2 separate regions of the Arabidopsis thaliana genome follow, and region 2 is linked to region 1. A link is a contact called in public targeted proximity ligation data. All regions are on one chromosome and are shown on one strand. The core of a region is the stretch at or near the end of the contact, and the rest is flanking DNA. Distances in the headings are between cores, read along the strand shown.

The links.
Region 2: a contact with region 1 is called in a targeted proximity ligation map of shoot, with 10 read pairs. A contact is called at or near these places in 5 of 26 Hi-C or Micro-C datasets (leaf, root and seedling), 1 of 2 datasets of targeted methods (shoot) and 1 of 3 other capture datasets (shoot).

The regions. Positions count from the first base shown.
Region 1 is chr1:12,601,213-12,607,022 of TAIR10.1, forward strand. It overlaps AT1G34470 (magnesium transporter, putative (DUF803)), which reads left to right and starts at 2,949. Exons shown (of 9, transcript NM_103169.3): 1 at 2,949-3,524; 2 at 3,802-3,858; 3 at 4,030-4,120; 4 at 4,320-4,480; 5 at 4,572-4,699; 6 at 4,781-4,918; 7 at 5,007-5,099; 8 at 5,189-5,294; 9 at 5,377-5,810. The coding sequence starts at 3,362. The coding sequence ends at 5,546. It overlaps AT1G06773 (a long non-coding RNA gene), which reads right to left and starts at 1,929. Exons shown (of 1, transcript NR_139146.1): 1 at 1,686-1,929. It overlaps CYCB1;5 (CYCLIN B1;5), which reads left to right. Exons shown (of 15, transcript NM_001333105.1): 15 at 1-1,167. It overlaps AT1G06757 (a long non-coding RNA gene), which reads right to left and starts at 148. Exons shown (of 1, transcript NR_139145.1): 1 at 1-148. It also overlaps AT1G06763.
Region 2 is chr1:12,649,908-12,655,666 of TAIR10.1, forward strand. EMB2756 (transmembrane protein (DUF616)) reads right to left here and starts at 2,739. Exons shown (of 8, transcript NM_103178.2): 1 at 2,488-2,739; 2 at 652-955; 3 at 6-572. The coding sequence starts at 2,739. It overlaps AT1G34560 (hypothetical protein (DUF1184)), which reads left to right and starts at 4,054. Exons shown (of 3, transcript NM_103179.2): 1 at 4,054-4,130; 2 at 4,210-4,315; 3 at 4,411-4,872. The coding sequence starts at 4,054. The coding sequence ends at 4,770. AT1G34570 (Essential protein Yae1, N-terminal) reads right to left here. Exons shown (of 5, transcript NM_103180.3): 5 at 5,020-5,696. The coding sequence ends at 5,390.

The DNA of each region.
Region 1 (5,810 bases), core at 1,699-4,198:
TTGATATGTTTCACTATGCTCAGAGTAAATAACAAAATGTTAACTCTCTCTTGCTCTCTCTCTCATAAAAAAAATAAACACAGCCAAAAATGTTCCTTACACTCGAAAAAAAAAAAACACTAAACGCACGAAGACGTAAAACACCACAAAAAAAAAAAAAATTAGACTTAAAATGCAAAAATAAACTCCACAACTCACGATCAAGTAAATTACACAAAATCACGATAACATAAATTCGAGAAATTCACGATCACGTAGATTAATCATAAACAAAAAAATATTAATCAAACACAAAAATACAATAAAAATACTTAAAATAAACTCCATAACTTCACGATCACATAAACTAATCATAAACAAACAAAAAAAACATTATTTTAAACCACACGCAACAAGTAAAAAAAAATATAGAATAAAAATGCAAAAATAAATTCCACAACTTTGTAAATTCCACAAATTACGATAACATAAATTCGACAAATTCATGATCAAGTAAATCAATCATAAACAAAAAAACATTAATTTTAAACACACTCAAAGATACAAGAAAATGCTAAAATAAACTCCACATCTTCATGATCACATAAATTAATTATAAACAAACAAAAAACATTATCTTTAAAACACACGCAACAAGTAAACATAAAAATACAATAAAAATGCAAAAATAAATTCCACAACTTCATGATCACGTAACCATATTTTGGTCTGTAACCATATCAAGCGGTTAAAAACCTTAACCATTAACCGTAAAAATATATAGGTATGGTTAACCATACGGTTAAAACCTTAACTGTTAATTAACCATATGGTTAAAACCTTACAAATATATTGTAAGTGTGTATAATGCAAAAGACAAGGATCGAATGTTCAGATAATTTTTTTGTTTTAATGATAGTGCATATGAAAAAATCTATGTTAAAAAAAAACAACTATGTTGTAATTAAGAAAAGTTGATCTACAATATATATTTTTATCTTATTAAAAACAGTATAAACGGTCGGATAATTTGTTAAATTTTGCCTCTGATATTACTCGTATCGTAATCATCAATTAAACATAACTTATTTTTTTATTTTTTTTTGGTCATGCCTAAGTTTGCTTTCTCTCAAACACATTTTCAATTTAGATTCTTTTTGAGCAGCACTAATTTTAACTCAATCCTTGTTTCAATATTCTCTTGCTAATATAATTTTGAGTGTCACAGTGAACCTGTAAAATATCGTGTGATCAATTTTTACATTGTTTTTACGTCTGCATATTATTTTTTGGTTTGTAAAGGTTTTTTTGAATTCAGATATTTCATTTACATATCAATTAGAATAAAGAGTCAAGTCATTATTTTTTCTCGTCATTAGAGAGATGAATTATTCATGTTCAATCTTTTCGTAATATGGTAATATCGCCATCGCATGTCTGCGCTTGTCTCTCTACATCCTTGACCACCATAATCTGAGCTTTTGAACGCGATTATTTTTATACCGTACCGAACGCTGCAACCATTTGATGAGTCTCTAACTGAAATATGGAGTGTGAATCAAACTTACTTTTTAACTGAAATTGTGGTATTGATTCCTACAAACCAAATTGGTTCTTAAATAAAGATATACAACTAAAAGCTAGTGACTGCAATTGTTCTCGTTTTTTCTCTCCTATCAACGAGAATGACATTGTTAAACTCGGAGACTTAGTAGCCATTAGCCACCGTAGACTGCGGCATACACTATATAGCAATCTTCATTTGTATCACCCATTTCTTCAACTAGAACGCCGCTTGAGCAAATCAGTCCTCCATCCACTACCTCCACATTCACAATCTCCACTTCAAACAAAGAAGGAAGTAATGATTGTGATAACATGGTAGATAAAGCTGACTCCAAGACTAAGTAACACAATGAGAGATGTTTTCGCACAAACAATACTGGATCAAATAAGTAAATGGTAATGCTCGTTTCTGTCTACTTTTCACAACACCAATCTTAATCCAATTTCACAGTAACTTATATCTAGTACAAAGCCAAAATTTCGAACTCAAATTTTCCACAATAATACTTGAAACAAAGAACTCAAGTTTCTTCTGGGAAGACAACAACTTTGTTTAGAAATTCTATGATCGAGGAGGTTACCTGTGGAACTTACTATGGGAAGATGGACTTAACATTCTCCAAATCCAGCTGCTGGTAAAGAGAATGAGGCACTCCAAGCTTAATCTGAAACTTTATTTCTCCAAATGAAACTCCAGGAATCGAACCTTCGACACATTCAACGCCACCAAGTCAAGTTAAAAGTCAACAGTTTTCAAAGATTTAAATCTAGATCCGTGAAAGAGTCTCTCATTACGTAAAAGAAGTTTATAAAAAGAGGACGACGTGACCATTTTAAAATATTTTTGATTTTCTTCTAATTTTTATATTAAATTTTAAAATTAAATAGTTATAGTAAAACTGAAATTTTAAATTTTTAGACACAATAAAATAAATGTTAATAAAATTAATTTCATATCATCTAAAACTTAATAGTTAATTGAGATGATAAAGAGAAAATTGGAATTTTATTTTAGTTGTGAGATCGTAAGTATGAAAATAATAATATTTAATTGTTTAGATATTAAATTACATTATTTCGTGTATTTTTCTTCCAACCAAAAACAATTGGGTATGAAACGTCTAAATAAAAATTAATTGATGTTTTTTATAAAAAATTTCACCATAATATTTACCATACCATATCTATTTAATATTTATCATTAAACCGGTTATACTATATGTTCCGCTAACACTTCCGCACAAATTAAATAACAATTTATGAAAATTTGCATCCAATCGGTTTTGAACTTTAGACTCGTAATTACTTCATACAAAACTCTTTTAATTTATTTTCTTATTGCAATAGTAAATATTAATACTGTTCATTTTTTACATAACATGAACTATTATTTTTGTGTTGCTATTTTTAATATTTTCTAATTATTTCGCAATTAGTAAAAATCGAGAATACTTGCATCGTTTTATTATGTCACCAGAAATAGATTTTATTTTAAAACAATTTAGAGGTTGCATCAATTAGATAGGCAAAAAAAAATTGAGTGCTAGAGAAATCTTTTACCTTTTTCGTAAATTTAGATGCTTCTTCATCACTACAATTTCTCTCCTGTCACTCTCTTCTTCTACGCTCTTGTCTTTATATCCGATCTACCTCGTTCCCTCTCAAATCCCTAAATCGTCTCCTATATCCTTTCGCAAATGGACAAACCCAAGATCTGAAAAAGTTTTTGTCTTTTCTCTCCCAATCGCCTGATTCAAGCCTAAAGCTCGGTTTTTTTCTTCTGGGTATTTAGGGGTTAAGTGTATTGTAGAAAAGCATGGCGAGTTTGAGTGGGAGTTGGAGAGATGCGTATAAAGGAATGTCATCGGATAATATAAAGGGTTTAGTATTGGCTTTATCTTCAAGCTTATTCATTGGTGCTAGTTTCATTGTTAAGAAGAAAGGTCTCAAGAGAGCTGGTGCTTCTGGTCTCAGAGCAGGTTATTTCCATTCTCTTTACTGATTTGGAGGAGATTTGTGTTTGTTTCACTATGCAAAGATTGGAAATTTATTCTGCCAGTTTTAGATTTCTGCTTCAGGGTAGTTTCAAATTCTAGTTGATCATTTGTTGTGTTTTTGTGAGAGTGAAGTGAAGCAGCGCCAATGGCTAATTAAGTGTTATGTTAATGATTACAGATGTAGTAAAAGTATATCACAAATCAGATAGATGTTGCTCTTTTGATTCTCGTTGATGATTCTGGTGATGGTGTTGTGTAGGTTCTGGAGGTTATTCTTACCTGCTTGAGCCTCTCTGGTGGGTAGGCATGATAACGAGTGAGTTCCCTTCATATTTAAAGGTTTGCTCCTTTTTTGGGGTCTTGGTTTACTTGTTGTTAGTACTGCAGATTGGTTTTGTTTGTTGTTATTGGAAGATGGTGAGGGTATAAGTAGTTATTGGCGTTTCAGTGATGTTGATGGGATAGACAATGTTTCATTGTTTTGCAGTGATTGTAGGGGAAATTGCCAATTTTGCTGCTTATGCCTTTGCGCCTGCCATTTTAGTAACTCCTCTTGGTGCTCTCAGCATAATTATCAGGTTTGGATAGTATTAAGTCAGATTTATTATGTATTGATCTAGCTGTGGAATCACAATCAACTTTTAGTGTTGTCTATATAAGGAATATACAATGTGGCCTAGTCTAAATTTTTTGATTCACAATGATAGTATTGTTGAACCATTAGGAGTTGTGCACTGGAGTAATTGAAATAGAACATTTCGGATGTGAATTTTGCAGTGCTGCTCTTGCTCATGTCATCCTACACGAAAAGTTGCATACTTTCGGGCTTCTTGGTTGTGTCTTATGTGTTGTTGGTTCGATAACTATTGTCTTACATGCTCCTCAAGAACAAGAGATTGATTCTGTGTTACAAGTATGGAATCTTGCGACAGAACCTGGTACCATTTGATCTCTTTTCAAATCTTGTTTTATCCCGTCTAATTGATGTTTGATTAATCTGTCTAAGACATGGTGATATGTCCTGTGCAGCTTTTCTTCTCTACGCTGCAGCAGTAGTAGGAGCAGCCATTATACTCATAGTTCAGTTTGTACCACAGTACGGTCAGTCACATGTCATGGTATATATCGGGGTTTGTTCTCTTGTTGGATCATTGTCGGTAAGTACCCAAAACTTATGATTTAACATTTTTATTCATTAGCTTTGTTTTGAGTCCTAATAACTTGAACGATTTGAGCAGGTCATGAGCGTCAAAGCGCTCGGGATAGCATTAAAGCTTACGTTTTCAGGAATGAATCAGTTAATTTACCCTCAGACATGGGTCTTCACGCTGATAGTTCTCACCTGCGTGATAACCCAAATGAACTATCTAAACAAGGTATAGAGGTAGCATCAGTTTCATGTTGATATCTGTTAACATATCATGAAATTTCATTCGGCTTCTCTTTTTGTTTTCTTGATTACAGGCGCTTGACACTTTCAACACGGCTGTAGTTTCACCTATATACTATGTTATGTTCACATCATTGACCATCCTAGCTAGTGTCATCATGTTTAAGGTGAAAGTATAATATAATAACTCTTGGTGTTTTCTCTAATTTGTTTTGGTAACTAGAGATAACAACAATTGTTAATTTATGTGGAACAGGACTGGGATCGACAGGACGGAACTCAGATAGTGACGGAGTTGTGTGGGTTTGTGACAATCCTTTCAGGAACCTTTTTGCTTCACAAAACAAAGGATATGGTTGATGGTGGGTGAGCTCTTTCTTTAGGAATGTGTATAAAATGAAAAATGAGAGAATGTTTCTGCAATTAACAAGGGTCCGATTGTAGGTTCTTCGTCCTTGGGAAATTTGGCTCTTCGCCTTCCTAAACAATTGGAAGATAGTAATGGGTTTGAGCAAGAAGGGATCCCACTCACTCTCAGACGCCACGAGTGTACCAAGTCGCCAAGGCCAATGCGTCAATTCATTCTACCGCAAGACGGTCCTGAAGCTGTGTAAGGAGATACAAAGTAGATTCAATATATGTAAACCACGCGGCTTCAGAGACAGCATGAAGAAAAAGAGAAGATAGATTATTGGTACAAATTGCATAGGGAATTTTTCACATATTCATTTGTTATGCTTTCTCTAGAGATGTGAAAATGTGTCTGACAGATTGATTTAACTGTTATATAAACACATATAAGTATAGTAATTGGTTTCCGTCGTCACGTTTTAGCAAAGCATGTTTCATTTATCATAACATTAGTCTAAGAATCTTTG
Region 2 (5,759 bases), core at 1,489-3,988, 48 kb after region 1:
ATCACCTGAAGATCTGCGACGACCTCTTCTTTTAGTATCAGATCGTGATGTTTTCCCAGACTTACCACCCTTACTAACAAGAGAAGAATCCCCAAGTGACATTTTTGAAACACCTCCATCATCCTTGTCCACATTCTCTTGCTTGGTCACCAAATGAACAACCTTCTCTTTATGCACCTCTTCATTATCATCCTCATGCCCAGAATCAACATATTCATCCCCATCATGAGAATCAATCGCATCATCATCCTCACGATCCCTATCAACTCCCTCATTGTTTTTCTCATGACCACCTTTCCCAAGCGTAGCTTTATACTCAGCTTCATACATCTTCAACTCATTCCTTCCAGCTTCATTATACAAACCAATCCCCTTCACAGGATTATGAACTTGTTGTACATCCTTTTTCACTTCATCCTCATTATAATCATCATCTCTTCTTCTATCATCTTTATCCCAATACCTCGAATCTCGTCCATGAATCACTGAACCTTGACCAAACTCAAGCACTTTCGAAGGATCTAATCTAGTCACATTCGTCAAAAAATCACCCTCATATGAATCAACAAATCCTGCCCACAACACAACTCTAATCAAAAACAATCTAAGGAACTTCAACAGAAAGATCCAGAGAACAAAAAAAAAACTGACCTTTATCATCGTAGCTATTATAAGTAAACCCAGAGATATAACAGTAAGCGAGAACAGTAACAAGAAGCACAAAGCAAAGAACAAACACAACAGAACCGATTCCAAGTCGACGAATCTTATCAGCTCTCACGGATCTTCGCCACCTGTTGTTGTTACCTTTAGTAGCTCCACCGACGCCGTTTCGGATCCCGATCGTTACGTGATCAGAAGAAGCTCCTCCGCCGTTGCCGCGAACACTAAATCTATCTGTTCCCGATTGTCTAAATTGAGCCATTTTAGCATTGTCGTCGTCGATGAGCACTCTCTACCAAATATATATATACACAGAGACGCGAGAAGAGTGGTGGTGAAGGATTTGTGTGAAGTATGGTTGAAGCAAGGTTTTTTGGGGGAAGAGTTTGGTTATAGTTGTTCACGGACGAATTAGATCGATTTCGCCATTAAAGTACAAAAATGTGATTAGGTGAGAGAAAGGAGAAGATGCAGATGAATGCGCGTGATCGGCGACGCGCTTCCGGCAGAGATTAAACTTTATACGGTTGTGTGTGTGCTTCTGGATCTGTGTATAGGAGGAGTCGGCCGCTAGATCTGACCCGACCCGATTTCTTTATGGATCATTCGGTTTTCTGGTTTTTTTTTTTTAATTTAAGGAGGAAAAAAAACAGAGGAAATATTGGTGTTTTCTTTTTTACTCAACATCAACTTCATTAGATCATCAAATTAAGTAGGTGTTGGATGAGAGTTATGTTATACATTAATGGTGTTGAATAAGAATAATCAATTAATTGTTGGAGCTTAATAAATCAAGTGAACAAGAAGAAGATATTGGGTCGTTTATGCATCGGGTTTAGTAGGCCTGGGCATTATATCTGAACTCGAAGAACCGAACCGAATCTGACCTGAAATATCTGAATCCGTTCTACTTCGGTTCCAACTAATTACCTGATCGGATTCTGTTTTCAAATAATTGTGGGTATCGGGTATTACCCGAACAGAACCCGATATCCGTGAGTATTTTTTATACCCGAACATATATATACACATGAGGACATATATACATTGATTGGATTATGGAACAAGCTCAAAATAAGGTTTACATCTTGTTTCATGTTATTATCTTAAAGAAAAACTTGTTATAATTCAGGTCTTTTGGGTTTTACGGATACTTTTATGTATATTTGGATATATTTGGATAAAGTTTGGGTAAGTAGTATTCAATCCGAAATAGTTTTGGTTATTTATCGAGTTTTTCAACAAATACCCGAATTATTCAGATCTGAAGTAAATCCGAACCGAATCCAACCCGAAAGACATGACCCAAACGCGACCCGAATACCCAAATGCCCAGAGCTATTGGTATCGAATTTAGTCGGTTTAGTATTCAGTTTAGATTGTAAAACGACTAAAACATTAGTATGATCTAAACCGACGTTTGTGGATTATGAGGATTGGAACTATGATTTGAGATATAAGTTATGAACGAACAAAAACAGACGAAGGCATTTTATTACATGACAAGTGAAACGAACTTTGTTTTCTGTGTCATGCATGATATTGGCGTTAAAAACACACGAAGGTGATGTCAGGTTACGCTACGTCCCGACTTACTGTAGTCCCCAACTCCCAAAAGGAATCTTTATAAGCAACATATCAGTTGAATAACAAGTGAGATTTAGTCGAAATTACAAATAATTCATATCAAGGCAAGCAAGTTTTACTAGACCAAACAGAACCGCGCTTACCAACAGTTTGGTATGGAAACTAGACACTACTAATCTTGCTATTGCTTGGCAATAACCATTAGAGAACAAGTCTCATCTATGTGTCCAATTTAACTTCAATCTTAGGAGATTTTTCAAGAAGAGAGCTTAGCTCAGTAACATAGCTACCCCAGTCACTTGTGGCATTAACACCCGAACCAGAAATCCCTTCCTTTGTAGTCAGAGCTCCATAAAACCGCTTCATTGCGACTTCAGTCGAAAGAGCATGCACATAACTGTGTAATCTCTGAAACTTCTCTCTAGTTTCTTGCTCATCGATAAGCTTTTCTCTAAGCTCATCCGGGAGGAAAGCCAGCACATTAACCATATTAGAAAATTGAACCAATATAAAAGAGACATGTGTCTCATATATAAATCATCAAGCCTCTTAGCTAAGAGTTTTTTCTAATTCTCTCTCTTCATATTCTACTTTCATATGCATAAGAACTATCTAAAAACCTTCCATTGAGGATGCTCTAAGCCTAAACAATCCAAGCAAACACAAGAACTCCGCTAAACAATGAGAACAAATTTGTAAGAGTTCTTTGGCGAAGACGATCCCTAATTCATTATGCATGCCAAACTGTGATCCTTTCCTTGCGGAGAGAACTGCTGGAGCTGAAGAGAAATTGCCTGCTCAAAAAAGCATGCCTAGGTAAAATTTGAAAAGTTACATCATATGGTCATTTCTTTAAAATAAAGATTGGTGGTTCTATTCAATTTGAAAAGATTTGGCGAATAGGTCTGTTTGGCAACGCTTTCTCTTGAGTTGGTGTAGAAGTCCATGATTGTCAATGCGTTTTTGCGTTAGTTCTCGGAGAAGTTGTAGGTTTCTATCTTGAGGTTTTGTGGACGGGCCTCAAATAGATATGCTCGTGGTAACTAGGATGAGGATTCCAGTTCTTCGGTTCTGTGGCAACCACGCAAATTTCTGAGCTTTGCGGACTCGGAATCGGTGTTTTTAAGTTATGTAGGTTGCTTTATTCCGTTTCTAGTATTCTTTGTAATATCTGTCAAAAATCGAAAATGGTGTAAAATTTAACCTTTTATCAAAAAAAAATGATTTGGTGGTTTTTCTTTAAAAATAAATAAATATATTTGGTGGTTTTTTTATAAAACAAACAAAAAAGTTTATTAAATTATATATAGAGCTGGTTTATTTTTAATCGTCAAAAAAAAAAAAAAAAAAACATCCATAATTAAGCCTTTTGTTTTCTATTATTTGTTGTCCAGGTTAAAGAAAAAGCTTAGAATAGGAAAGGATTAGTAAGATACATTTAGGTTTTAAACTACAACGATGATGAGGTCAGTGCATGATACCTTCTTTTTCCATGATTTGTTTTTTTTTTAGGAATTTGGATTTCATATTGATTTAAAAGGTTTCAAGTAGGCTAAAGTTACGATCTATGGTTATTCTCTTTGATTTCAAATTGAAGGCTAAAGTTACCATATCTAGGGTTATTCTCTCTGTTGACCGATCCATAGAACTAAATGCTTTGGGGAATTTGCATCTGATTTTTCTGACTAGAATTTGTTGTTTATTAATCTTTGTGCATTGGAAAGCCCACAAAAATTGCATCACGAGTCTTCTTCTTCAATGAGTTCCTCTGACATGTCGATTATCTCGAAACAATTTGAATTAATGTCGATGACTGACCGAGTTCTCCGACACAACAAAAGATTACTACAAGAGTCAAGATATTCTCCATACACTTTAGGGTTAGTGATCTTCATCATTCCCTTTTGAAGGTTTATTTTCTTACTCGTGTTAGAAAGTGAAAAGTATCAATTTGTGCAGGACAAAAGAGAAGCAGAAACATAAACAGAAAGAGGAGGCTGTACAACTAGGAGTTGAGCTCTCTCTCTTTGTCGCTGAAGCAATGTTCTTATTATCAGATGCATACGTTCTATGTTAGTCTTCTGTTTTTGGCTATTCAAGTATGCAGGGAAGAGAAACTTTGACGGTCCCGTGGTAGGAAGAGTGTTTTATGTTATTCAGTATGTGTTTGAAACATATATCAAACCCAAGAATGGAGTCTATAAGGATGGTGGCAAGTCGAGCCAATGGGAACAGTTCAAAACGTTTTCCTATCAATTTTCTTTTGGAGTCAGAGTTTTGGCTCGCATTGTTTCAATTCTTGAAATCGGTGGCTTAGTGAAACCGTCTGGTTTTAAACACTACAACCAAGAGCTTAAGAAGCTAGAGGAGCATTTGAGATCTGTCAAGGATGTATCGGAGGCGAATGGGTTTGCGAGAGAAGCTATAGAGTCTAGCATTTTTCACTTGTGGAAGTCTCTGTTTGAAGCAACACCAGAAATGATACACCCTAGTAAGACTAAAGTTCTTGAGCTGTTTTAGGCCTCTTTTGAACGAAGCAAGTCTCGAAACTTGCTCTCGACATCTTACTTCTTTAGGCATATGAATCCGCTTTAACATTTGCTCGACGAGAAATCAAACATTTTGTGCCAGAGTTGTTTTTTCTTTCTAAATAAATACTTCAAAGACAGTAGTTATGAGTAGAAGAAGATTGTTGTATCAAGTGACTTAAAAGACTTCTTTAAGTTCTGTCAAACTCTAGATCGGATAAGATCACGTCTGATAATGTTTCTTGGTAAGTTATTCCAATGATTTGCATTGCATCGAGATAAAGCTTGCATATATGGAATGCCTTTGTTACAATTTATTTTAATTCAAAATCTTTATTGATTAGTCCATTTTATAACATTAACAAATAACTAGCCATAATCTTGCTGACAAAGTACTTTGTTGGTTTGTCAACCCAAATTAACAGAGTAATTTCTTAGCTCGGCGAGTGCGGCTACAATTGGTAGAGAAGGTTGAATGAAATTGCCGAGGCAGAAAGCATGATTTAGCCGTCGCTACTCGCTGAGGCAGAACCGAGCTTACAAACAGTTTTTGGAAACTGGACGCTAATCTTGCTTTTGCTTGTGAATAACGTCTACTGAACAAGCCTCGTCTATGTATCAAATTTCACTTCAATCGTTGGAGATTTGTCAAGAAGAGAACTTAGCTCAGTAACATAGCTTCCTAAGTCGGCTGTGACATTAACACCTGAACAAGAACCTGAAACAGAACAAGAGTCGGGCCCTTCTTCTCCACTCTTCTCTTCCCCTTGTTTCGTAGTCAAAGTTTCATAGAACTGCTTCATTGCGACTTCCGTCGAAAGAGCATGCACAGAACTGTGTAATTTCTGAAACTTCTCTCTAGTTTCTTGTTCATCGATAAGCTTTTCTCTAAACTCAACCGGGAGGAAAGCCAGCGCACTTCAAAAAGAGTCAAAACAGAAAATGTATAACTTACTACTACTCGATAAGCTTCATCGGATA